Linked DNA regions of Gossypium hirsutum: region 2 is linked to region 1. A link is a contact called in public Hi-C data. All regions are on one chromosome and are shown on one strand. Each heading gives the region's core, a stretch centred on a gene start, on an enhancer-like site or on the middle of the called end of the contact. The rest is flanking DNA. Distances are from core to core; before and after follow the strand shown. Region 1 has its middle 5.1 kb from the start of LOC121204114. Region 2 holds the start of LOC107955439 (chromatin modification-related protein MEAF6).

Region 1 (7,061 bases), core at 771-3,270:
TTTTTAATTCCATTAAAAATGAAGAACGGAATTTGATGTTATTGCAGCAAATATTATAAACAACTAACGTATGATATGGACTAATTTTTTAAAGATATTTTAAAATTACTTCCATGTTTGACCCCAATAATTAAGTGACTTGCATGTTTTAAATGGTGCCACGAAAGGTGGCAACTTTCATCCCCCCACACCACCCCACTATAGGATGATAATTTGGAGCCAGCCAGCCATGTGCACTGAATATAAAATATTAGGGGTTTCAAAAGTCCATTGTTGATGGCCGTGGTTTAAAGATGAACTTCCTGGATATTTCTTTAGCTTAAAAATAAAAAAAATCAACGATGAAAAAGTTCATTTCCGCCCTTATTTGATTGAAAACAAGAACTGCTGTTGCATTCATGATGTTAGTGGCCAACATTATCATATACCAAAAAGCCAATGCATCAACTAAACCATTATGAACGGCGAAGCAGCAGTACTTGAGAAATGGGGTTGGGGGTTCCTACAAATTTCCACTAGGATCGGTCAAGAAGCAGTTAGGTTAAAAATATCAAATGGATTTTAGTTTCTCGATCCAATGGTTAAAATTTTCCTATAGTCCCTGCAATTGTATTTTTAGGAATTTAGTCCCCATACTTTTTATATTTCAAAATTCATACCTAATTGTAATTTTTTTTATTAAATTCAAATTAATTACAATATCTTTTTTAATTACATGACTACGAAATGAGTAATCTTTTTAAAGTCATAACAACCAATTTAATAAAAAAATCTAAATTTTAAAAATATGAAAATAAAAGGATTAAATTACGAAAAATACAAATACATACGACTAAATTCTCAATTTTTGAAAAGCTCATGAACATTTTTCCAATATATGTAATTACAACTCCAAATATTATTTTGACTTGATAAGTCAAATCAAACAATCCAACGAGTTTTAACAAAAAGGCTCTCTCTTAGATAATAGGATAAGTTACGTCAAATGTCATTAGTAGGTTTCATTTTGATTATTTAATTTATAAAAAATACAATTTGATAATTAAATTTATTCGAAAATTTTCATTTAAGTCATCGAGTTATTATAAAATGCTATATGACATTTTCTGTTTGCACTGTCTGTATCAATCGAAAGTTCTACTTTCCCTTCTCTTCTACAATTTAACTTTTTTTTGCATGAAATTTATTTCAATGTCGTGAATTTACGAACCAAAATTCAAACAGTTTTTTCTCCGATCTTCGACACCAATTGTTAAATCGACTTGGATTTAAAGTATATATGCTATTCTACTCGTCAATATGTATTAATCCACTATATCAATTATCAAATCATCATTTGAAACTTGTTAGTCGAACCTTTAAAAAATACTTAACAACCCAATTACTTAAATAAAAACTTTCGAACAATTTAATAATTATTTTATAACTTTTTGAAATTGAGTGAACAAAACATAAACTTACTAATAATTTAATGACTTTTGATGAAGTGTACCCTACATAGTAATAAGGCTATTTCCTTTTCTAAACAATCTATATTTTTCTTCTCTCTCTTAGATATCACCAATTAAACGAAAGATTCAACTATTCTCTGTATAAAGCCCTCCATTTGCCTTTAAACATTTTCTTTTTCTTTCAATTTACTTAAACGTTTTTCTATGCTTTTTGTTCTATACCAAAGGCATAGCCAGGGGTGGCTGGTAGGGGACTCAGCTTCCTAAAATGAAAAATATTCTATTTAAGTTTTTTAATTTTTTAAAATTTTAAATTAGTAAAGGTAAAATTACACTTTGTTCCCTTAAAAATAATAAAAAATAAATTAATTCATTAAAAATTATAAAAATATAGACTATTTAAATAGTACTATCGTAAAATTTAAAATTTAATTTTCAATTCTCTAAAGAAATTTCTGCCATCAACCCAGTTTTATACCCATTTTGATCAGTCCAATATTGGGAGGTTTGGACTCAATTGCACAGTTAGATATTAAGGGCTGGGATTAGTTTTCCAGCCAGTCCACTTGTTTGACTTTGGGTCAAATATGGCAGCTTAAATGGGCTGTGAAACCAATTGGGACTGTTTATACAGAGATGTGAAGATTTGGGCCATATTTCTTAGTATTATATTTCAAATGGGTATGGTTAAGGTTGGTAGTATAATTGAGTTGACGTCGCAAGTTAATTAGACATCGATTCAATCAAATAAATTATTAAAATAATTTTACATATTTTGAATAAGTTATATTATTATGAGAATATTTTTGTATTTTTTTATTATTTAAAAAAACCCTTACAAATGTTGAGATTTAAAGTTATGCCACCAGCATGTATAAAATCTTTTTTTTAATCACTTCAACAAAAGCTTTATTTTGATAATTTTATACATTTTAATTTTATTACTTAATTTGTTTCACCCACATTGTTTGTATATATTGATAATATCGTTGGCCGAGTCAACTCGATACCAACTCAAAAAAAAATGGCAATACCATGATAAACAACTAGAGTGTATTTAATATTCTTAATATAATTAAATTCCCTTTTACTGACAATTTAAATTATTTTTATTTTAATTTTGTATATATTTGCATATGTGTTATTATCATTAGCTTCAAACATTGTATATTATTTTTAAAGTAAAAAAAAACCCGTTATGTTCTAGGTACATGGTTTTTACATGCATATACGTGTGATAGAATTTCTAGTTGTTAAAAATAAATACCGAAAGAAAATTCAAATTTTGAGAGTTTTTTTTTATATACAATATTTAAAACTATCCAAACTCATTCTTAACCCTTAAATAAGAGGATAAAACGCGTCTAAATGCCCTCTAACTCAATGGTAAAGCAAGAAGGGCTGGCAAGGGCCTCGGCCCCCTTAAAATGATTTTTTTTCATTTAGGCCCCTTTATAATATATAAAATTTTAAATTAGCAATGGTAAAATTGTACTTTGACCCCCAAAAATGATACAAATTTGATTTAATACTTTAAAAATTATAAAGATATAAGCTATTAAAATGGTGAAATTACATTTTTATCATCGTAAGAATATACAATTAAATTCCACCCTAAAAGGAATTTTGTAACTTCGCTCCTACTTGAACCCACATTCTTTAATACTAATACTATTGATACCAACTGAACTAAGACTCGATAGTTACATATTTATTTACACATAAATATCTTCAATTTTTTTTAATTTGAACTATGGATGTGTGGAAATGAAGTTTTAAGGTGGATTAAGACATTAATTTAATTTAAAAGGTATCTTTGATTTAAATTTCTTAATTAACTTTGAAACTAAGATTAAAAGTTTATTAATTGCAATTTAGAAGAAAGTCCAAAACACATCACGCATGGCAAGGTCATGATCTATTTATTTACTAAAAATGAGGTTTAAAAATCAGTAAAAATCAAATCTAGATCTAAGGCTATTCATGCATCCAACTAAAATTAATTGGATCATACTTGAATAAGTATCAACTGGAATTTAAAATTACCTCTATCCTCCATTATAGCAAGCAAACCCTACAAGGCTACATTAAATACTACTATAGACTTAATTTGGATAACTAAAAATAAAGTATAGTGGGTTTATATCTTTTATCAATTTAGAATATTAAAATAGATAAAATATTTAAAAAATAAAAAAAATATATTTCCTAATTTTTTTTAAAAAATAGCATGCAGTTTATCTATATTGTAATACGGGCTGTCATGTTAAAAATCTAACATTTTAATTTGTGTTTTTGTTAAATTTAACTAAAAAAAATAGAGAGACTAATGGATAGAATATGTAAATGTTAAATGTTTAATTTTTCGTTATACCTTAAAAATATATATGGTAATAAAGTAATGTAACACTGCAAAATACATGGGGTTAGAAATTTAATTAATTATTGAGAAATGAGTCTTAATTTTGATGGTTAAGAGCTTAGGATATTTATTAGAGAACCAAAGAGATTAAGCACTTTTGCATCCAAGTTTAAGTCACCCCAACTCATTTTCCCCAATTTCTTTTTCTTCATTTTCAGTAAAAAGGGGTATTTTACCATTCAGCCCCTCAAAATTTTGGAATCGTAACTATTTAATTTCTTTTCCTAATTACATGTGAATTTCTACTTCTTTTTCAACTCTAACTAGAATTTTTCCTCTCTTCTCTTCAAATACATCTTTTTCTTTTATTCCCATTTTTCTTTTCAAAAAAAAAATTTACATTCTTTGTTGGAAACTAATCTTTTGAAATCCCAAATCAAAATCAATTCACGGTTTAACTCGTCTTCCCTCTGAACGTTGAATTTATCATCGATAACCTTCGAAATCCAATCAAAGATAAGTAATTATTCTTATTTCTGATTAAGTAGAATCTAAAAATTCTAGAATAAACATCGTTCTTGTCAAACCTTCGAAATCTTATTAGATTAGTCCCTGAATAGGTTCTGAACTACTTTTAGTGAATTAAATTATGCAATTAGGTCCCTGATGATAAGAAATATGCTAGAATTCAGGATTGATCAATTTATTATAGTATTTATTTATATTTATGAATATTTTCATGAGACATGAATATATTATGTTGTTATTGAATCTATACTTGCGAATGTATGTACGACATGCACTACAATATTGTTAACCTGAATACCTGATAAAAGCATGACTTCGCTACTGATTTTCCATGTGTTAGTACATTAAATACTATCATATTTTGTCTGAATTCAATATGTCATAATGCATTGCATGGGTTGAGACGATATGTACGGAGGAAGATCAAGCAGTTTATCTGCAAGAAAAATGGCAGTGAAAAGTCAAAGTCATGCGACAGTTCTTATCTGTAAATTGTTGTGTACCCATAGCCAAAGATAGATTCCATCTACGGGTACTGTTGTGAATCCACAACCAAAGGTCGATTCCAACGGCGAGTTTACATTGTAAAATCTAAATAAAAAAGCAGGTTTCATTTACAAGACTTTTGCTGTGAACCCAAAGCCAAAGGCGATGTCTTGCTGTGTGTCTATAACCAAGTGGCAGTTATTATTTGCGAACCAGTAGTGGTTTATCCACATCCTCCTGTGTTGGAAAAGGGAGTTTTGGGGAACTCTCATTATGGTGTGTAGCAGTGGGGTAGGATTTATTCTATTTAAACTCAAAACTGTATGACATCATTTAAATCATATGTATACAAATTTGGAAAATTATGTTATGATATATATGCATGAATATGATTATTGTGGGCAAATTTGAGAATTTTGGTTAACTCTGAAAACTATTATTGTGAGTTAGAACATATTAATGATAGTTGCACTTGAAAATCCAATACTATGAAATGTATTGCTAACAATGATTATTTTATGCAATGTTAATTAATATGTTTTAATAACTGTCGCATTGATTTTATTGTAAATGGACTCACATTTATCGTCAAAGCTCATCCCCCTTAAATGTTCATCCTTACAGATAACCCACCATGTTAGGATGCGGGCATGGCATCTTGGGGGTCTTGGCACTATCTATTTTATTACCAATTTATTAACGCTTAATCTTTTGATTTATTTTATTTTATTATTCAAGGACTGTAATATTTTATTTCAAACTGCGGCATGAGATTTAGGACTTAGGTTTGTTTTTATTCTACATGACATTTTATTTGAATTCTTAAGATATTATGCTTTGATTATTAATTAGTATGCATGAATCCCGATTTTATTAAATACGTAAGTAAATGCCATTTTTTTCCGTTGCTAGATGATAATTAAAACGTTGAGGAATAGTAGAACGACTTTTAAACTACATTTTCTATTAAAATAATTGTTTTCAAAAACTTCAGTAATTCTGCTAGACCATCTCGGTAGCTAATATAATTTCTCGAATTCGGGTCTAACATCTAGGTCGGGTTAGGAAGGTTACAAGTAAATTTGCTTAAACCGTGTCATTGTAATTTATATGAAATACTTGACTAAACTAAACCATTATTTTAATTAAAATATTCTTATATGTAATGTAAAACATTAATCTCATTAAAAGTTCTTATCATATTTGTTTTTTTTTATACAATGTCTAAAATTATCCATAAACCCACTCCAACCCTTAAATAGAAAGATAACACGCTTCAACACACTCAAATCTATATCCTCCTACACTAGAAATAATGTCGATATATAAAAAAAGTATAGATAGATTAATTGCCCAAATTACAGAACCCTAAAATAATATTGATAGATTTTGTTTAGAAAGCTTAGTACTTCACATTCTAATAATTATTAAAATATTCTTAGTTACATTGCATTTTAAATTTCATAATACTTAATCTTACATTAAAAAAGAACTAATGAATCTATGCCTCATCATATGAAGATAAGACAGCTAGAGTATCGTGGTGGTTAAACTTCTAAATTAGGCATTAATTAAGCATTAGACAATTGTTAGTGGAGGAAGAGGTGTACTATACTCTTTTCTTTGTTTGTTCTAGTGGCTTTATTGAAAGAAATTATTCCTGCAAATTCTTGGCTCTATTATATTTTAGATTCCATTTTACCTTTTTTTTTACTGAAAAAATAATAAATTAGTCTCTCAGGGTTTATACATAAGGTGTAGTAATAAATTTAATTCTTAATCTTTACATATTTATTTAATTTGACCCTATTATTTCAATAATTAAATTTTTTTGAAACTAATAAGGTTAAAGAGTAAAAAAAGAATTAGTAACAAATTTTAAAAAAAATCACTTAATCCTTTTTAAAATTTAAAAATTATTAAAAAATCATAAAAATATAAAAAAAGTTATACAAATTTTAAAATTAGAATTTTTTTATTAAAAAAGAACAATATCGGCACATTAAAATCTAATGGTTAAAAGGTTTTGAAAAAAAAATTGACCCCTACTCTTTTATTGGGTCGGTATTGTTATTTTTTAATAAAATCTTTTATAACTTTTTATAATTTTGAAGATCTTTTAATAATTTTTAAATTTTTAAAAGGACTTAATTGATTTTTTAAAATTTGTCACTAAGGTTTTTTTTTTTTACCTTTTAGCCTGATTAGTTTAAAATTTTCTATTTTACTTCAAA
Region 2 (7,453 bases), core at 431-2,930, 41 kb before region 1:
TCGAAGTTACTGAAAATAAGCTGCAGTAAAAGAAAACTACTTCATTGAGAATTTTGCCTTTCATGTATCCATGAAGAGTTATTCCCATGTATACATATATATGTAGTCATAGTAATTCTAATATCCATCACTCTTTAAATAAAGTGCTGACATGTTTGAAATTGCAGCAGGATCTGCATACTTGAAATGGCCTTAATCAGCCAGTTCTAGATCTAGTTTGAAACTTTTGGTAGGATTTTCTGTAGAATGGGCATCAATACATAATTTTGTTGCACTAATAGCAATATGAATCTTGCACAAAGTTGCAATCAGTTGATGAACTCCTTGTGGGTACTAGAATGGTTGTTGCTCAATCTGTACCTGAGTATGCGATAGTAATGCAAGATGATACGAGCCCCTCGTGAAATGAGGATAAAAAAGAAACAGGAAACACCCCCTCCTTTACAACCAAAGAAAATGCTATAGATAAAATGCAAAGGCTATCTCGTTTATATTCTAACATTTTCATCCTATTAAAAGTCATAAATGCTTATAATGGACATGCAAAATCCTACATAAAGTAAGGCAACTTGACATTGCCTATAGCCCCATTCTTCGGTTATAACAATGTAATCAGTTAGGTCCAAGCAGTTGGAGAAATCAATCTCATGTACTTCACTTCAATTGACATGAACAGGAAGTAGCTATGCCAGCAAACAAGAAAAAAAGAAAAGGATGGAAAGCAACTTAATAAAGAAGAATACGCACCACCGGAGAAGCGACCGAAGATAATGAGAATAGCCTGTCTTCAGGCTGGAACTTCCTGGACCGCTTCGAGCTGCAAATCAACTTCAATAAATGGCTGAAGCATAACATACAAATCCCTAAGACAAATTTACATTTAATTGAATTCATCTCAGGGAATTTCAGACAATGTCTAGGAATGGAACTTTAAAAAGTTCAATTTTTGCAGATTTAAATCCTAAACAAGCATAATATAAAATATAACATTAGATAGGCACATAAGTAGAGGAAAAACATAAAGGAAAAAGTGTTAAAGCAGGCATTCCATACAGGGCAGTGTTCTTATTAGATGAAGAGAGGAACCCCTCAAAACCTTTCAAAACATTGCCGCATTGACCTGTATCCTGTAAATAACTAGTCTCCATATCGTACACCTGCATTTAGCTTTCCCACTTACATTCAAAACCAGAAACAGTGATGTAAAATATAATCTAATTTGAACCAAATTGGGGGGAGGGGGGAATATGAAATTACTTGTCTCTCGATGTTTCCAAGCTCTTCTTGAAGCTTAGCTCTTCTACTAAGCAAAGTAGCCAGCATAGCTGACGGGTTTGATGATCCTCTCTGACCTGAAAACCAAGATTTCAATTCTTCTTTAATAAGAAAAGCAATCGAAATTAAAACATTTACCTAGAAAAAAAATAAGAATGTATCGTAACAGCTACCACTGTGATCCATATTTTAGCGCGAAAAAACTTTTGAGATTATTTAGAACCCTAAAAATCTAAAACTAGGGTTTCTCCCAAAATCTTGATTATGAAAGCTTTGTCGGACTCGGACCGGGTTCCGAAATTCAAACGTGGTTTGAAGGAAAAAGACCCCGTTTTCCAAAAGGGTCCGAATTGTCTACATCAGGTTGTCAGATCTTCTAGCCAATACAATTTCTCCATTTGTACCGAGTTTGATTATTAGATGGGGTTAGCTTTAGAAATACCCTTTTTTTTTCCATAATAGAAAATTTGCTACGAGGCAACTAGAAGACCAAGAGATTGAATGGATGATGACCTCTTGGACGGCTGAGATTCGCCTAGTAAATTGGTTTGAAGGTAAAAAGTAAACAAAAAAAAAAGGTTGACTTTTTATTTGACGATTCTCTTTTCATTGCGTGGTCTGTTGTGGTTCCGCTGTTTTGAGGCTCTAGGCTATACTTACGTCTGCAACTTTTCTATAGGTCGGGTTATTTGTATATATTAAAAGATTCGCTTGAAAATCTGAGTAATTTAAGTAAAAATATAAGTTCAAAAAATAAATTTAAATAAAAAATATATATTAAAAGTTTCGGATAATAATTTTTTGATATAGGCTCAGCTTAGCCTAAGTCTGATTAAAATGTTTTTCGCTTCTGTTATTTTGTTTTTATACTATTATTATTTTGTTGTTATTGTTTAAATATTATATAATTCTTATTTTATTCTCAATTTGTTAAGAAATATTTATTTTAATGCTTTTAATGTATTTGATGTATTATGTTTTTTAAATTTGTTTATATATATATATAATTTTTTTTTGACATGGGTAAGTTCAGTTGAGCTCGAGTTTAGCTTTTTTTATTTGGGATGGGTTTGGGCAAAATTTAGGTCTATTTTTCGAGTTGGGCCGGGCCCATGTCTATAAAACGAGTCTAAATTTTTTCATCAACTCGGCCTGGCCTAACCCATGACGAGGTTTAGTTATGTGGTAAAAAGAGATTGTTGGTCTCTCTTTTTTTTAAAAAATAAATTGATAAGTTTAGTAATTTACATATTTATCCAGTAGATAAATTACAAGTTATATTTAAATAAAATATTGATAACTTGTAGACCTGTCCATGGGCCGAGCTGGGAAGGCCTGCCTGAAAAAAGAGAGAGTTTAGGTAAAAATATAAGCCCGAAAAATGGGCTTAGGCAAAAAATAAAATTTTTTGTCCTCAAGTAACTTTTTTTTGCTATTTTCTCACTGTTTTACTGTTATTTCACTATTATGTTGCTACTATTTTATTGTTATTATTTGGATATTGTATAACTCTTTCTTTGTTATTAATTTTGTTACTATTTTAGAGGCATTTGCTTGTTAATTGCACCCATCTTAGTGTTGTTTAGGTGTAAAGACATTTTTAAATTTATTTTCAATTTGTTGAGAAATATTTATTATAATATTTTTAATGTATTGTATTTTTAAATTTTTTTATATAAAAATAAAATAAAAAATTTTAATATGGGCCGGGCCAATTCCAAATTTAACATCTATAACCCGGGATGAGCTTGGGCAAAAAATTAGACTCATTTTTAGGCCAGGCTTGGAATTTTGTTAAGGCCCTACCCGACCCATAGATTGGTCTAATAATTTACATATATATCTAGTAAATTTCACTTTTTTTTTTAAAACACATTTTTATTTTGTTATTAAATAAATGAAAAAAAAAGTTTTTTATTCACAAAATCTATATTGTTTTAAAAAATTTCCTCAAATAAAAAACTCTAGAAATTATAAAAAAATATATCAATACTTCACATTTAAACCTTTTTAAAGTATGAATTAATGGGTAGGATTTTATTCCTCATTTTAAAATAAAATATATGGAAGGTGTTGATTCTCCGAGTTGTTGTAAAACTGCTTACCATTTCAATAATTGACAACAAAAACCATAGCATTTACTAATTTAAAATTAAATTAAAATTTTAAAATAATTGACTTAATTTAATACTAATGTGAAATCAACTCTATATAAAGTAGTAATTACCAAGTCCACCATCACCAAATTTCTTCTTCTTTTCTCATTTTTTGTTTATGATCAGCATGGAGAACAAAGGTTTTAATGTTAGATTGATGCTGCTTTTTCTGGGTTTATGTTGCCTTATGATTTCTTCTGCTGCTGTTCCTATAACAAATAAGGGTAATATCTTAATTTTTAAGTTTGGGTTTTTTTAGTTAATTAATTTATACAAAATTTGTTCTGTAATATATTTCTATAGGAAATCTCAACTCAAATAAGGAATTATTCCCTTCTTCCGTCCAAGATTTACTTGTTCAGGTCATTTTTCTATCTTTCAAATCTTAAAACAAAAGAGGATGCTTTCGAATAACTTTTTGCTTTTAGGGTTAGTTTACAATTACTTCTTAGAAGCATTTTTGCGTTAAAATACACTTTTAATCTTTTTAAAAATGCTTTTGGGGACAGAAAATTGTGTTGCAAAAGCACTATTTTGGCCAAAAATAGAAGTAGAAAATTTTAATATTTTCTCAAAAATATTTTTGAGAAGTAATATTAAATTAGCACTTAAATTACATTAGCTGAATATATATAAATTTAATAATAAGATTGTATTTTGCAGGATGTGGAAAAATCAATCGAAGCTGAGGAAATGTTTGGGGAATATTTAGGACATGATTTCAATGGAGAAAGGATGCTAATGGAAATCACAGATTATGCACCAACTGGTGCCAGCCACAAGCATGATCCCTTTTCACCTCCACCCGAAAACAAAAAAACTCCAAAACTTTAAACCCTAATTTGTTAATCTTCTTATCCAACAATAGCCCTATTTATTGTTAAAAATTAAAAGAAAATTAATATTAATTTTTATAATTAAGAAAATGTTTTTTATTTTTTATTTTTTATTTTATGGAATGGTAATTTAGATAGAGTGGATAAATCAAATTTAAAAATTATAATGAAAGAAAAAAAAATCCACAACTCCTAAACTTATCAACCTATCGTTTAAACTTTCAATTCGTGTTTAAAATAGCAATTTACTTAATATCAAAATTAACACAAGTCAAAATCTGTCTTTTTATTAGGATTTATTTGACATTTATTTTCTCATTATGCATGCTTGTGTGCTATATTTTTTTGACAATATAAACCGGTAAGGCTTAGTTCGTCGATCCGATCTATCTGATCGGTTTGTCCGGTTCACTTAAATACAATATTAAAAATTCATAAAAAAAAACTAAGATCTAGTTCAAGTGGGTTTTTACCCTGTTTAACTGATTCGTACTAGTTTTTGGATCAATCGAGTCAAAACCCTTCTCCAAATTGATCTGATCCAACCGAAACAACATTGATTTTTCTTCAATTGTTGAATGGTATTTAAAAAATCGGTTATAAAATATGTTTTCAATTTTCATTCATGCAAACATGTCATAATACAGATAGCACTTGTACAAACACAAACACCACTTGTAGTCTCACACAAACATTTCATAATACATTTAACATTATAAAGATTTTCTTTTCTATATAGAATAAATAGTTAAATAATTTTAATTTATACAAAATTAGATATTCAAAAATCTACGATAACATGACATGAAATAAAAATGACATATTAAACAAAAAAGTTATGAATGATAGCATGAGATAACAACAAGTCCAGTAAGGCCATGATGATGACCAAGCTTATTGAATATGTAACGACTCAATTTCTAGGGGTGTCAAAAATGCGGTTTTGGAACTCTATTTTTCATAAACCGAGTCTGTTAATATTAAATAGAGATATTTACAGAGTTATTATATTGTTTAATTGAAATTTAGTTAAGCAATTTAGCAAAAAAAATGGTTAATAAGGCTTAGAGACTAAATTGTAAAAGTTTAATCATTATAAATTTTTAATTAGAATAAGACTTGGGGACTTTGATAACAATTAACCAAAGGATTAAAATGGGAAATAAACCAATTCTAAATAAATGATAGTGGGATGTGATGTTAATTGTAATTAGTTTAAGTTAATTAAAGATTAAAGCTTAATTAAGCATGATTAAGTTAATTAATTAATCTTAATTAAAATTAATCATAATATATATAGGAAATGTTAGTGGAAAAAGATGGAAATCTTCAACCTTTCTCATTATCCACCATTTAAGAAACGTTTTGAAAACCTAAGTTCACATTCAATTTTAATTTCAAGTAAGTCTCTAGCCATTTTTCTTTGATTTTTATGTATTTTTTTATCATGGGAACTTGATTAAGGTAACTCATGGATCAATTTGATCAATTGGTGAAATTTTGGTAAGTTTCCATTGTTGAGAATTGAATGATTTAGGTGTGAAATTGATAGAATTTAAGCTTAATTTACGAAAAGGGACTAAATTGTAAACCTTAATTGTTAGTTTTGTACATTAGGGACAAACTGAATAAAATACAAAACTATTATAAAAAATTAAAAAGGAATATAAAATATAAGGTCTTTAATGAATAAATGTGAAATCGAATTTTAATCCGAAGCTTTAGAATGAAAGTTATGCTAGTCCCGATTTTAGAGACTAAATTGAATAACTTGCAAAATATGCATGAATTAATATTTGGTTGTGAATCGGATGGAAATTGATTATTTGATATGTTTTGTGAATATACGTAGCTAACGTCGAAGTGGAACATTCAAGAGGGAAAGGAAAAGCCAAAATGATCGACGAGTGATCGAAAACTCTAGTTTGTACATTTATGACTTAAGGTCGTATTAATTGATTGCATTTTCATGTTATCTGCACATGGGAATGTCAAGGTGAGTATATAGTGGTAAATTATACTATTGGAGTGAGCTTGAATGTGAATTACCGAGATAGATAACTAAATTGAATAAAATGTAAAATAACATGAATTGCTTGAATTATGATGTGCTATGAAATTGGGTGAAAATTTATAGAATGATATGAGATATATTTGACATGTTAATAAATTGGACTGTGATAGTGGATTTTACTGAGAAATGATACATGTACTAAATTATAAACGGAATTGAACATTGGTACCCTAGTAACTAGTCGAGCTGAGTTGGATATAGTTGGTATGCCATAGGATTGATTTGTGTGTGGGTTATGTGCTAATGCCCCAAGATGCACTTCGTGAGGGGGGATGCACTGTGTGCAGTATGCATTTTGTGCACTAATAATGTGTTTTATGCACCAATATACATGTTACATGCCAGTTATCCTACTTCGGTTTATTTGATAATGCACTTCGATGCCAGTTTGGTGTGTTGGTGGGACAGTCCAAGTATTCGTTTAAGTCTGAGTTAGATTAATAAGAGTTGCAAAATGTAAGTTTGGTAAACAATATGAATGTGATAACAATTGATGTTATTGGACTAATTTATGCTTAAATATGAGTGGAATACTGAAATCATATAGTTGATTATGCAAATTAAAAGAAAATAAGCCCTAGAGGTCGAGACAAATGCGAATTAGTTGACAAACTCCATAAATAAGTTGAATGGTATGAAATAAAAGTAAAAGAGATTATTGCCATGGAACATGAGTAATATGGTGTTAATAAGATGTGGTAAAGTTACATAATTATGTGTTTGATTCTTAATATATATTGAAAGATTGGTAAACAATAAACAAGTTGGAATTGGTCATTTATGTGCATTGTTGGATAAGTTGGTTGATAATGTCTTAGTATGCTTACACATATAGATTGATGATGGAAAATGGTTGACACTTTGGAACATGATTTGGTTAGATATTGAGCACATGTATGCATGATTTGTCTTGAAACATATTGTTAATGCTTATGTTATATGTATCTATTTTCTCAGCTATGGTTTGTTTGTTTCGTATGTTGGTACAAGTATTCTCAAAGCCCCGGGAAAGTGAAGTTAGCATCTAGACAATAGCATCGATTCAACCTAAGTTTGTATAGTCTTTTCTATTTTGCCAATGGCATGTACCTAGGGATGTTTTACTCAATGTT

The links. A called contact is a pair of places that touch in the nucleus more often than the background predicts.
Region 2: a Hi-C map of leaf shows a contact between it and region 1, with 5 times the contacts expected there. The contact joins the promoter of LOC107955439 here to the enhancer-like site in region 1. A contact is called at or near these places in 8 of 34 Hi-C or Micro-C datasets (anther, leaf, petal and 1 more).

The regions. Positions count from the first base shown.
Region 1 is chrA07:95,619,235-95,626,295 of Gossypium_hirsutum_v2.1, reverse strand. No RefSeq gene overlaps it. Among protein-coding and RNA genes, the nearest start is that of LOC121204114, 5.1 kb to the left of the region's middle. Within about 2 kb of position 2,020, at least 2 of the 9 cell types and tissues checked have an H3K27ac peak or open chromatin away from gene starts, as enhancers often do. A contact at or near this core is called in leaf, where this site is marked.
Region 2 is chrA07:95,659,543-95,666,995 of Gossypium_hirsutum_v2.1, reverse strand. It overlaps LOC107955439 (chromatin modification-related protein MEAF6), which reads right to left and starts at 1,680. Exons shown (of 6, transcript XM_016891229.2): 1 at 1,443-1,680; 2 at 1,258-1,352; 3 at 1,054-1,157; 4 at 748-841. The coding sequence starts at 1,461. It overlaps LOC107956880, which reads left to right and starts at 3,533. Exons shown (of 3, transcript XM_016892367.2): 1 at 3,533-3,655; 2 at 3,735-3,793; 3 at 4,095-4,366. The coding sequence starts at 3,550. The coding sequence ends at 4,265.